Regions from separate parts of the Mus musculus genome. Here region 2 is linked to region 1. Evidence: chromatin contacts called from public promoter capture Hi-C data. All regions are on one chromosome and are shown on one strand. The core of a region is the stretch at or near the end of the contact, and the rest is flanking DNA. Distances in the headings are between cores, read along the strand shown.

Evidence for each region. Promoter capture Hi-C pulls out the DNA fragments that hold promoters and counts their contacts.
Region 2: a promoter capture Hi-C map of pre-B cells shows a contact between it and region 1, with 4 times the contacts expected there. The contact joins the promoter of Spryd7 here to the promoter of Mtmr6 in region 1. A contact is called at or near these places in 2 of 39 promoter capture datasets (the C10 cell line and pre-B cells), 2 of 484 Hi-C or Micro-C datasets (CD4 T cells and uterus), 1 of 115 datasets of contacts at active chromatin or transcription factors (thymic regulatory T cells) and 1 of 9 other capture datasets (adipose tissue).

Annotation. Positions count from the first base shown.
Region 1 is chr14:60,262,150-60,268,522 of GRCm38.p6, forward strand. Mtmr6 (myotubularin related protein 6) reads left to right here and starts at 3,056. Exons shown (of 14, transcript NM_144843.4): 1 at 3,056-3,212. The coding sequence starts at 3,189. It overlaps Gm38641 (a long non-coding RNA gene), which reads left to right. Exons shown (of 3, transcript XR_874661.1): 2 at 1-276; 3 at 1,522-1,758.
Region 2 is chr14:61,553,191-61,559,563 of GRCm38.p6, forward strand. It overlaps Spryd7 (SPRY domain containing 7), which reads right to left and starts at 3,696. Exons shown (of 5, transcript NM_025697.4): 1 at 3,331-3,696. The coding sequence starts at 3,436. It also overlaps the pseudogene Gm4118.

The sequences.
Region 1 (6,373 bases), core at 1,806-4,305:
GCCGGCTCGCAACAATTTGGCATCCCACGCGGGGCCTGGGAAAGGCAGAAGATACTGGAAGAAACACTGCTGGTTTAGAGCTCCATGGAAGAATAAAAGAATTAAAGAAAATTTGTACCGGGGCACGAAGCAACGGGTAAAAGGTTGCTAAGGGTGTGGTACTAAGCTGGAACAGCGTGCTGACCCGTGCGCTGGATTCGCTTAGGTTCAGCAGTGATATCAGAATCTAGGAATGCAGCAGGCAGTCGGCCGCAGCTTTCAGAAGCTGCTTTTTAGGTGAGAGAAATGAAAGGGTGTAAATCAATGAACAGGCAGATGGCCGTAGTTGGAAACAGGCAGGAGGAAAGCTCCACTCTAGATAATCTCCTTAGTGGCAGCAAGGTCAAGTTCTGACTCAGCCTGCTTCAGGCTTAAGGGAGGCTACACATGTTCAAGGGACACATACCCAGGTTACCTCAAATACCATGCTATAACATGTTAGGAAATGTATGAAACTTTTATACTAATAGAACAAAGAATGTTATATGTCAAGCCATTTTGCAGCTATATCAGTGGAAACATCCAGAAGGCAGATTACAGCAAGGCAGACCAGTCTCTGCTTTGGTCTCAGATGCTCTCTGACAACAGTATTAGCCTTTGGGTTGGTGGAAGCTAGGGATCTTTTTTGTACATTCTAAAAGGATAAATACAACAGTCATAAGGGTGTTAGGTCACACGCAAAAATGGACAATAAGTTGGTGACTATTTGGGGGGCTAAAGATAGCTCACTATAACTTGGCTCCCGCTTCCTAATCAGATCTCGTTATTTGGCCAGATTCTTACTGATAGTTACTGCATTTCTGACAAACATTAACTTAAGTTCTCCTTTTAAAAATATGTTTTTGTGAAAGATCTCAAATTATTAAAAGAATTGCTCAATGAAGGAGCTAGAGAAAGGACCCAAGGTGCCAAAAGGGTTTGCAGCCCCATAGGGGGAACAACAATATGAACCAACCAGTATCCCCCCAAAGCTCCCAGGGACTAAACCACCAACTAAAGAGTACACATGGTGGGACTCATGGCTCCAGCTGCACATGTAGCAGAGATGGCCTAGTTGGTTATCAATGGGAGGAGAGCCCATGGTCCTGTGAAGGCTCTATGCTCCAGGGTAGGGAATGCCAGGGCCAGGAAGCAGGAGTGGGTGGGTTGGTGAGCAGGGGGAGGGAAGAGGGGATAGGGGATTTTCAGAGGGAAAACCAGGAAAGAGGATAACATTTGAAATGCAAATCAAGAAAATATCTAATAAAAATATGTTTAAAAAAAAAGACTTGCTTATGGAGGAAATGAAGACTAACCAAAACCAAATAAAGTTGATTGATAGAGCTTAAGGGTGGCCTGTTTGGAAATCTTTTAAACATTTTTAAATCGTGAACCCTTTTCAGCAGAAAAACTTTTATTTATCTTTGGTTATATAGGTACTTACAATAGGTGTACAAATCAAACATTTGCTGATAATATTTTGCTTGTTTGTTTTTGTTACAGTCTCACTATGTGGAACAGCATGCTCTGAAATTTACAGGCAACAACTTGCCTCTGTCTCTGAAGTGCTGGGATTAAAGTCATGCCCCAGCATACAAGGTAAATTTATTTTTACAAACAATTCTTTTGTACACATACATCTTTACTACTTAATTATGAGTAGAACAGAGATAGATATGTTTTTCTGATACAGCTCAATTCAAAGATACACTAATTTGATATATACTAAGGAATAATAGGAAAATATGAAAAGTTTTGCTTTCTGTAATCAAACTGCTCTTTCTATAAGAGTAGCAATGTTTGTACAAACTGTAAAGACACCACAATTCATAACACATAGTAGATGAAATCTGATCTGAGGCAGTTACTGTCATGAACACAGCAAAGTACAGTTGTAGAGATTTGAGACCCAAAGCTTATTCCAGAAGCAAAGCCAGAGATAGGCTGCGTTTTTAATCAAGTTTTGGTCAGCTCCTGGTCCCCAGGGTTGCCATGAACAGTTTAAAAGTGTTGGTTTAATTGAAAGGTCTTTTGCAGGAGGCAGCCAGAGAAGCAAGGAGAGAGCACACCAGCTACCCGTTAGGAAGGCAAACTGCCCATCCCAGCCATTTTTGTTTATTTACAAAAGACAAAGATCAGAAAAGTTTCTAATAAGAATTTAACAGATGGGCTGTTGAAATGGCTTAGTGTGTAACAGCACTGACCACTCTTCCAAAGGACTTGAGTTCAAATCCCAGCAACCACATGGTGGCTCACAACCATCCATAATGAGATCTGATGTCTTCTTCTGATGTGTCTGAAGACAACTGCAGTGTACTTATTTATAACAATAATTAAATCTTTGGGCCAGAGCGAGCAGAGGTCCCTAAATTCAATTCCCAACAACCACATAAAGGCTCACAACCATCTGTACAGCTACAGTGTACTCACATACAAAAAAAAAAAAAAAAAAAAAAAACAACAAAAAAAAAAAACTTAAACAAAAAGAACTTAACAGATAAGCCATCTTTCCAACCCTGAGCAATATCTTTCAAATTAAAAAAAGACATTCATGTAGCATCTTAAATTAAAGTGCAGCCTTATCTATAAGCCTGTAAGAGTAATATCCTGCCCCTTGGTAACAAAGACCATACAAAATGTACTCAAACTTAATACTGATAATCATAATAGAATTTAATAGTTCATTACAGGAGCCCAGTGCTCCATGAGTTTCTAAATGTAATTTAACCTGGAATTTAGAGGTATCCAGTCTCGCACTCACTGGAAAATTCCTTTTGGTCAGGAAAAGGAATATCTTTAAACCTAGAAAAAGCTTCTAGTCCCTCTTGCTGATCCTTGTCTAGCTGAACATGTGGGTTAGCTTGGTTGGCCGGGGCAATACCAGTCCTCCATCAGAGAGGGCGCTGTACAACAGGCCATGCATGTGGCCCAGCTAGCATACGCTCTCTATGGGCGACACTCAGCCGGCTGTCAGGATCCCCTCTGAAGCTAAGATTTGCGGAAGTGTTTCTAGGCGACAGAGCTCTCAGATGACGCCTGCGCAGTGCCACCGGCGGCGGGGGTGGCTGACGCTGCCGGGTTGAGGGAGTTCCTGCGGGTGGCTGTCACCGCCCCGTTTCTCTCCCGATGGTGCTCTCCTGAGGCCAGCTGCCTGCGGGCGTCGCCCCGGGATGGAGCACATCCGGACAACCAAGGTAGTCGGCGGGAGATCCTCGCAGCTGCCGGGGTCCATTGGGCAGAGGCGGACGGGCAGTTTGGGGGTGCGGGGCCTCCGTTGAGGGCCGGCAGTTTGGGGGTGCGGAGGCCGTGTGGACAGCGCAGGCGCCTTGGCAGGAGGTGCTTGGGGAGTCGGCAAACGGTGGCCGCCCAGCGAGCTTTGCTCTTTTGGACAAGACTGGGGCTGCTTTTTACTTTGGGGGATTTCGGCCGATCGCCGCCTGGCTCGCCCCCAGGCTGGTGGGTCCAGTTATCCATCAGTGCTGTGCTGTTCTTGAACCAGTCTTGCTCTGGTTTAAGTGCCCCGCCCGCTCTTTTCCGCGGTGCAAATATTAGCGCATCCGAGGCCACTCACTTTTCTAGTTCTCCAGACACTTAGAGTTGATACTTCTGTGCTTCCAACTTTAGGCATTGTCTTAAGTGTAGGGAGCCAACTTGACAGCAGTTATGCAGAAGGGGAAAGAAAGGCTGTGTCATATTGTAAAAGGTCCATGGAACTTTCCTATAACTGAGCTTGTTTGTCAAGTCCGTGCTTAATTTTTCTGTGTGAGAAGAATTCAGAGAATGGCCAAACTTCAGCCTCAGAAAGGGCCAAAACAGAAATGGAGATCAAAGGGCGTGAATGACCTTTTAAGATGAGGAAAAACACCTCTCTGGGCTTTGCCAGAGCCTTAACTGTCACTTACTGTCTGTCCTAAAGGTCTTAAAGTTACAGGTCATTTGGGAATAAACTGCATTTTTTTCTTCATTATTCTTTAAAACGCTTCACAGTCCTTGATGTTATGGATAACATAACATGAATTTTTGTTAGGATTTATTTTGGAGTTTGCCTATACTATTTGTAGGAAATGTGGAGGTGCTCCTCTTCCAAAATTTTGGTTTTTTTGAGACAAGGTTTCTCTGTGTAGCTCTGGCTGTCCTGGAACTTGCACTGTAGACTAGGCTGGCCTTGAATTTACAGAGAGCTATCCTCCTTTGATTCCAAGTGCAGGGATTAAAGGTGTGCACCACCACTGCTTGGCAGATTTTATTTATTTATTTAAAGAGAAGGAACGTTTAAGTTGCTGACATTTAAAATTTGAAAATGGGAGGATGATTCGATGTACAGCAGAGGGTGCTAAGGCAGGGAAGAGAATGAGAGTGAGCATGGGAGCCCTTCTTGTCCCTGTCACAGGGCCCTAACAGCTGTCGGCTCAGAAACTGCCTTCTACTCTGAACCTCATTGCTTGTTTGCTGCTGAGAATCTCTCTCTCTCTCTCTCTCTCTCTCTCTCTCACACACACACACACACACACACACACATCAGTGAAAGCAAACAGAATCCAGTGAACTAAAAACACCCTGATCACTAAGTGAGCACTGGTGGGAAAATCTAGATGATTCCCTTCATTAGTTACAAAATGACCTCCGTCAGTTTATGAAGAACCGATCTGGCCTTTGGGGTGTATAGCTGTCATTTTTATGATCTTGAAGGTTGTTCCTGATTAAACCTTACTGTCTTCCTGGTAGGCCCATGCTGCTGTTAGGTAAGGCTGCTTTTTGCTCACCTTTTAGATCTGACCTTTTATGTCTTTTTTTAATGGTTAAGAGATTTCCAGTTGGTTTCCAACTGAAGTTGCTTCTTAAGGGACTGCCTTTGTTATTTTGTGTCACTGTTGTGGCAAGGAGGCGTTTCTCTAGAGAAGTCTTAAGTGGGTGTATATAGACTATAGTGGAACCGAGGTTTGCTGGGAACTAGCATGTACACACTTGACTGACACTGGCATCCCACACAAGAGCATCATGAACCTCACACTGTAGTCTGATAATTGTTATATAGACTCTACTGTTTCCTTAAATTATGGTTTGGAAAAAGTGTAGTCTTACAGAATTGCTTTGAACATAACCAAGTTTTTGTTTTTATTATGTATACTCTTCTCCCAAACATATTTAATTGCATAAAAATATGTTTTAGGCTAGGCGTGGTGGCGCACGCCTTTAATCCCAGAACTCGGGAGGCAGAGGCAGGCAGATTTCTGAGTTCGAGGCCAGCCTGGTCTACAAAGTGAGTTCCAGGACAGCCAGGGCTACACAGAGAAACCCTGTCATGAAAAAACAAAAGAAAAAAAAAAGTTTTAAACTCTGTGTAGTTTAATTGGTATAATCAGAATTGTTTGTAGGGCTCTCAGGATGGCTCAGTGTTGGTAAAGGGACCTGATGCCAAGCCTGACGATCGGAGCTGGTTCTCCAGAACCCACGCGGGGGAAGGAGGGAACCAACTTCTCAAAGAGTCTCTCTCAGCTCCACACAGGTTTCTTGGCCTGTGCATGCCCACCCCACCCTCAAGTAAAAGTAATAAACATTTTTAACTGATTATGATAATGTATGACTGTTCAGTGAGTTTCTTTTAATGTTGTTTAACAGCTGTCTTTGAAAAGTAATGATTACCTTCTGTTAGGCAATTATATCAGTGAACACAGTTATGTACCATTGTCATAATTTCACAATGTTCACATTTCACATATATGTTAGTTCATTAGCTCTCATCACCATGATGTTTACTTTTAATAATCACCTTGACACAAGGTAGAGTCACTTGGGAAGGGGGCCCAGTGACAGACATTGGCCTGTGAGGGTTTTTTTTTTCTTTTTGTCTTAATTGGCTGAGGTGGGGAAGGCCCATCCTAATGTGGGCAGCAGCATTTTGTGATCTGGATCCTGAATGTATAAAAGTAGAGAAAGCAAGGGGGCGGCATTTGTGCATATATTCTGTCTCTGCTCCTGAGTCTAGATGTGACCTGTTTTCTCAAGGTCCTGCTGTGACTTCCCCACAATGGTGGTTGGAATTTTAAGCCAAATGAACCCTAGCTTTATGTCAAAGAGTGTTATCACAGCAACAGACATGGAACCAGGACCATCAGTGATCTAAAAATGGACCCTGCCAGTGGTTTTAGAATCTCCATTTATAGATGAGGAAGAAATTAGTAAGTTTGAATGACCTGTCAGGTTAGCCATGTATGGCTGTTAGAATTTAAACTAATGTCTAACTCCAAAGGTGAGGTGTGCTCTTCCTAGCATGAACAGTTGTAATAAAATTGTGAAATTGGCATTCACTTAGAAAAGATTAACTAAAAGGGTTTCCCTTTTCTAGGTTTACCAT
Region 2 (6,373 bases), core at 2,446-4,945, 1.3 Mb after region 1:
AGTGTAGAAAAAGTAGCTGGGCATGGTGGCACATGCCTTTAATCCCAGTGGTTGGGAGGCAGAGGCAGGAGGATCTCTTTGAGTTTGAGGCCAGACTGGTCTACAAGGAGAATTCCAAGACAGCCAAGGCTATTACACAGAGAAAAACTGTCTCAACACCCCCACCCCACCCCAAAAAAAGGAAAAGAAAGAGAAAAGAGAAAAAGTAGTGAGTTGCTGCCAATGACCATAGCAACTAGCCTTCTTGAGTAAGAAGTAGAAGACAAGAGATTAACAACAATTACACCAAACCCCAAACAAACATAAAGCTCATCTCTGGCAGCACTGTCTTTTCCTGAAGCTAGTGCTGCCACCTTTGTATTTTGTGTCACAAGAATAAAATTCCTCCATCATGTAAACAATTCAGAGGTGTAATTTGTAGTACTTGAAATTGAAAAGGTCTTCAGTGAAACACATTTCCAGGGGTTATGCAAATAAATGATACTTTTTCTGAACTGATCTTTCACACAAACCCTGCCTCTATAATAATTTACTGCTTTTCATCTCATCCTTCAGCATGAAGTTAATGGAAATATGAAAAGATTTCCAAAACAATTAGGCTGTTTGGTGAGTTGGAACTTCAGAAACAACTCTAAGCACATTAGTTACTCTTACTTTGATATATTTCCTTACTGAGCAAGTTAATGCAGAAAGGTCTATATTTCAGAGATCATTTGAGGGTGTTTGTGAACCAGTAGATAATAACGTCAAGCTTTCTTCTCCTTAATTAATACAATGATATTCTGTATTTGGATCTAAGTAGCTCATATAGTTTTATTAATAACTGGTACTACTTTGAAAAGATAAATCAGATTTGAGTACAGATAGACCATTATATAAACACAGCCATAGAATGTGTGTTAATAAACATTAGAGATTTCCAAATGAATAGTGTCTTAGATTTCTATTGCTATGATAAAACACTATGACCAAAGCAATTCAGGGAAGGAAGGGTTTCTTTCACTTTCAGTTCTACATCACAATCTACACAGAAGGTAGATAGGTAGATCCTTAAGGCAGGAACCTAGAGGCAGAAACTGAAGCAGAGGCAGGCTATGGAGGAACTCTGCTTACTGGGCCCCTCCTCCTGCTTTGCTTAACCTGCTTTCTTACGCAACTTGGGACAACCTGCCATGAGCTGGGCCCATCCACAACAACCATTAGGCAAAAACAAACAAACAAACAAACAAAAAACCTCTACAAACTTACCAACAGACAACCTGGATGAGGCATTCTCTCAATTGAAGGCCTTCTTGCCTTTCAGGTACTCTAGCTTGCATCAAGTTGCCAAAAATAAATAAATAACAGTAACAAAACACAACCAGGATAGGTATATCCCTTTCAAAATAACTACCTTGAAAGTTACTTGTTCCTAAAAGACCAATTCACAATTATATGAATCAAAAGAAAAATATTTTTAAAACTTCAAAATGGTTTTAAGTAATGCAACATCATTGTTTAGATATGGAATGTGTATTTTTTTAAAAAAGAGAAAAAAAGGAAAGAAAGTGAGAAAACAAGTAGGGCATTGTGGTACACACCTGTAGACATGTGGAAGGCTGAGGTGGTGGTGGCTTGAGCCAGGAATTGAAGACAACCTGAGCAATATAGAGACTACTCTCCTTTAAAAACAAAACAGCAACCAAGAAACCAACAAAATAAATCAAAACGAAACTAGTATGAAACAAACAAAAAAGTCCAAATATATTCTTTTTTGGGGGAGCTGTCCTGGAACTCACTTTGTAGACCAGGCTAGCCTCGAACTTAGAAATCTGCCTGCCTCTGCCTCCCGAGTGCTGGGATTAAAGGCATACACCACCACGCCGGGCTCCAAATATATTCCTTAGGTTGTATAATTTTATGCTGAACACAAGCAGTATGTTTCCCATGTTTTCAAGTTAAGGCCAATCCGCATTTGAATCATTCTTCTAACTCAACACTTCTCTTCCTTTTTATTGTGATTCTCACATCAAGCTTGAAGGTAGTTTCAATTTATTGTAAAATAGGTTAAGAAAAAAGTTCCACGGAAGGGAAGAAATTGAGAGACCATATCCCGGTTCTTCACTCAGCACCTGAGGGTGCTGGATAGCACAGGAGAAAGGGAAACTGCAAAGATACAATGGGTCACTTAGTTCTTCCTAAAAGAAAAAGGCCAGGAATAAGGATTGTTCTACATAATAGACAGCACAGCATGGGCTCAAAAGTCACTACAGTCCTGCAGTCTTATCTCAGCCCTTAATACAGTATCTTATCACCTAAAAGTCATATTCATTGAGTGAATAAATTAAATAGAAATGTTTCCTGAGAGAAAGTACAAGATCTGAACATCCACTGTCTATAGTGATGGATAGGGGCTTAAAGGTATTTAGTACTGAAATTCTGTACTAGAGACTGTAAATTTGTGGTGGCACTGTACACCATAGTAAACGACGACTGCGTATAGTACTGCAATAGAAAATATAATGGGCAATGTTTCCAGACTTGTAGATTATCTGGGCAGAAAAGAGTTTTGTTGTAGATATTAAGAATGCTTGTGTTACTTAAATACAGTCTTTTAGACAATGAGGTATTTGGGGAAATCAAAAAATGCATTAGTTTATTGTAATAATACACAAAAAGACAGCACTCTAACTGAAATAATTATTCTGGGAAATCTGCCTGGATAATATTCCAGAAGCTTGGAAAGGGTCTAAGAACTGAAGTAATCCTATGTAGAAAAAGATGCTACAGGGGGGGGGGAATGTTGGATGAGAAATTATTATTAAATTAATTATAAAGCCATTGGGAACTGGAAAAAAATGGATGAGAAGGAGCACTGTTCTATTTTGCAATCGCTTGGCCCGATGGCGAGAGTCAGATAAAATTACAGCGTTCCCAACAGTGACTAAGGTGTCCAGCAATGGAGATTTTAGTGGAAGTGGCTTGTTACGACCTGAGGCTCTACTCCAGGCTTCTGCAACCGGCCCTGTTTGGGCTTCAGGAAGTGAGGGGAAAATTACTCCCCCAGAACAAGCTTCAGCCTATATTTGATAGTGCTGAAGACAGGACTCAGCAAACACTAGGTGACACTCGACACCCGGGCACTGATGGCGGGCGGGCGGGCGAGCGCCCCCGCTTCCTCACCTGGGAACACCTGACTCCTCTCTGAGAGATTCAGCCCTGGGAGGCTGGCACAGCCCATGCCCGATGACCGAGGCCAGAGAGGCCACAGGGGGCTGCGTGGTCACGTGGTCCCCGCCCCATTTCCCTCGGCCCTCGGTGGGCGGTTGGGTCCAGTCGGGAGGCCCTTACCCATGTGCTGCGTGTCCAACTGTACGGCCGGCATCTCCTTGAGAGGAATGTGGCCAGTCCCGCCGTCCCTGCAGCAGCGCAGGCAGCACCACGCCGACGCGGCCATGGCGTAGCTACACAGCCCCACCGCTCCGCCCGCGCCCGAGTGCTTCTGGGTCGCGGGAGCCTCGCAGCCCGCACAGCGACGCCAGGGCCGGGAGGCGAAGCGGAGACTGAGGCGAGGTCCCCCGGCGAAGGAGCGAGGACCGCCCGGAGGGGCGGGGCGGTGTCGGGAGGTGGGCGGGGCCAGCGGCCAGCCCAAGTCAAAGAGGGTGTGGCGGGTGGGCAGGGCGCTGTAGAGAGCCGAGCAGGGGCCCGGGCTTGACTGACTGAAAGAGGGCGGGGCCAGTGGCCTGACGCCTGGAAGAGGGCGGAGTTGGGGAAAAGGTCCGGGTTTCTGAAAGTGGGCGTGGCCAGTGGCCTGACTGACATGGGGTGGGCGTGGCGGCGTGCGCAGGCGTGCTGCGGCGTCCTCCCCTAGGCCCTGTGGCTGGCAGGTGAATGGTGGAGCTGAGAGTCGTCGGGATTCCCTGCGGCTGTGGTTGTTGCTGGTTTGACAGGGCCTTCTGTGCTGTTTATAGGGTCTGGAACTCCAGCCCTGACCGCCTCAGCCTCCGTAGTAGCTCCGTGCTGTGTCGGCGCGCTACTGGTAGCTGCCTGGGGCGGCTCCGCAGTGATTTTTAGGGATCGGCAGACCTCCTTTGGGCATGGAGCTAATAAAACGCCCGGGAGTTTTCCGTCGGAACTCTCCGGCTCTCCGCATCCTGCCACGCAGACTCCGAGGACCCGGTCTTTGGGTGTGCGGCGAGGCTCTTCGCATTTTCCATGCACCGGCGTTTATCATTGGGTTGATTGCTGCGTGGACCCAGGACTTGCAAGCAGTCACCCTTATGAGGGGACTACGGGAAGGGGTCGGGACAGGGCCGAAAGACGACTTTTTAAAAAGTCATTATTGTATATTCGTGCTCAGGACGTGCGTTCAGGCGCTCTCGTGCCACGGCAAGGTCTGAAGACAACTCTCAGAAATAGGTTTTCTTCCCCCTACCTTGGAGATCCGGGAATCGAACTCAGGTCTTCAGGCTTGCTTTCCGATCAGACAGTCTTACTCAGCTTTCTGGTGCACCAATGGTTCCTAGAAATGTGAAGGGAATGCCCTGAGAGAGGGTGAAGAGAAACTCAGCTCTTACGGGGGTCTGCTGCTTCCTATTACCATATCGAAGGAAGGCCCCAGTGGGGGTCACTTGTTATCTGTCTGTCGTTATCCCTCACACCCCATGGTGTCCCAACAGAATCTGGCTCAAACCTCTCTTCCAAGATAAGATTCCCACCCTGGAAGTTTTCTGGGTCTTCATCAAATCCTGGAAAACTGAACAAAAATTCCCAATTCTTTAGTAATGGTTTCCCATACATAACCTTTTAGTCACCTGAGTGTAAATATACTTTATTGAGATTTTTAGCCATAGGATGAGGGAAAAATTTCAGACTTTGGTTTCTTCTATTTATAAAAATATTTTTAGGGCTGGAGAGATGGCTCAGCAGTTAAGAGCACTGGCTATTCTTCCAGAGGTCCTGGGTTCAATGCCCAGCAACCACATGGCAGCTCACAACAACTGTCTGCAACTCCAGTTCCAGGGGATCTGACATCCTCAAACACCAATGCACATAAAATATAAACAAATACATAAATAAATATTATGATACTAAGGGAGATATCCAAGGCTTTTTTTTACTTTGAGACTTAGTTATTACAGAATTAATACCCAAAGTAATTGCTAAAATAATTTCAGACTATCCCCTCTCCCTCACTGCCTCTATATCTATTGAAGTACTCTTGATAATCCTCTCTTTCTCTCTCTCTCACTCTCTCTCTCTCTCACACACACACACACCACACGATAGACTTTTTGCAACATTTCAAGCTCAATACTGTCCCTACTTTATAGATGAAGAAATAGGTTAAATGACTGTGCAATTTCACAAAGGTAGAAAATATACAAAGTATGATACAAACCCCAGGGGTCCAACTCCAGCCCTTTATTTGCTTCACCACATCTTTTAGCATCTCAGATTTTAAAGTTTAAACTTAAAATTAAGGTTACAACCCTCTAAAAATATTCGGTTAAAAAATGCAAATTTGTGCTTCATTTTTTTTTGCATGTTTCATTAGTCTTCACATTAGCTAATCTGCTATAACATATGTAAATAAAATTTGTTTTATGTCCGACTTTCCAGGTAAAGATGGCAGAGCGCAGTTACAGCTTCTTGCTGACTACACTACATTCAGCCCATCTAGCAAGCTTGTCCAGATTGAATATGCTTTGGCTGCAGTAGCTGGAGGGGCCCCTTCAGTGGGAATTAAAGCTGCAAATGGCGTAGTATTAGCAACTGAGAAAAAAAGCAGAAATCCATCCTGTATGATGAAAGGAGTGTTCACAAGGTGGAGCCCATAACCAAACACATCGGTGTGGTGTATAGTGGCATGGGCCCCGATTACAGAGCACTTGTACACAGAGCCCGGAAACTTGCTCAGCAATACTACTTGTTTACCAAGATCCCATTCCCACAGCCCAGCTGGTACAGAGGGCAGCACCTGTGATGCAGGAGTACATGCAGGCAGGTGGTGTTCGTCCATTCAGTGTTTCTTTACTTATCTGTGGGTGGAATGAGAGACCACCGTCTTTATTTCAGTCAGACCCATCTTGCTTTGCCTGGAAGGCCACAGCAATGAGAAAGAACTATGTGAACTGGAAAACTGTCCTTGAGAAAAGATATGATGAAGACCTAGAACTGGAAGATGCCATTCATACAGCCATCTTAACCCTAAAGGAAAGCTTTGAAGGGCAAATGACAGAAGATAACATAGAAGTTGGGATCTTAGCCAGGCATGGTGGCACACACCTTTAATCCCAGCACTTGGGAGGCAGAGGCAGTCGGATTTCTGAGTTCGAAGCCAGCCTGGTCTACAGAGTGAGTTCCAGGACAGCCAAGGCTATATAGAGAAACC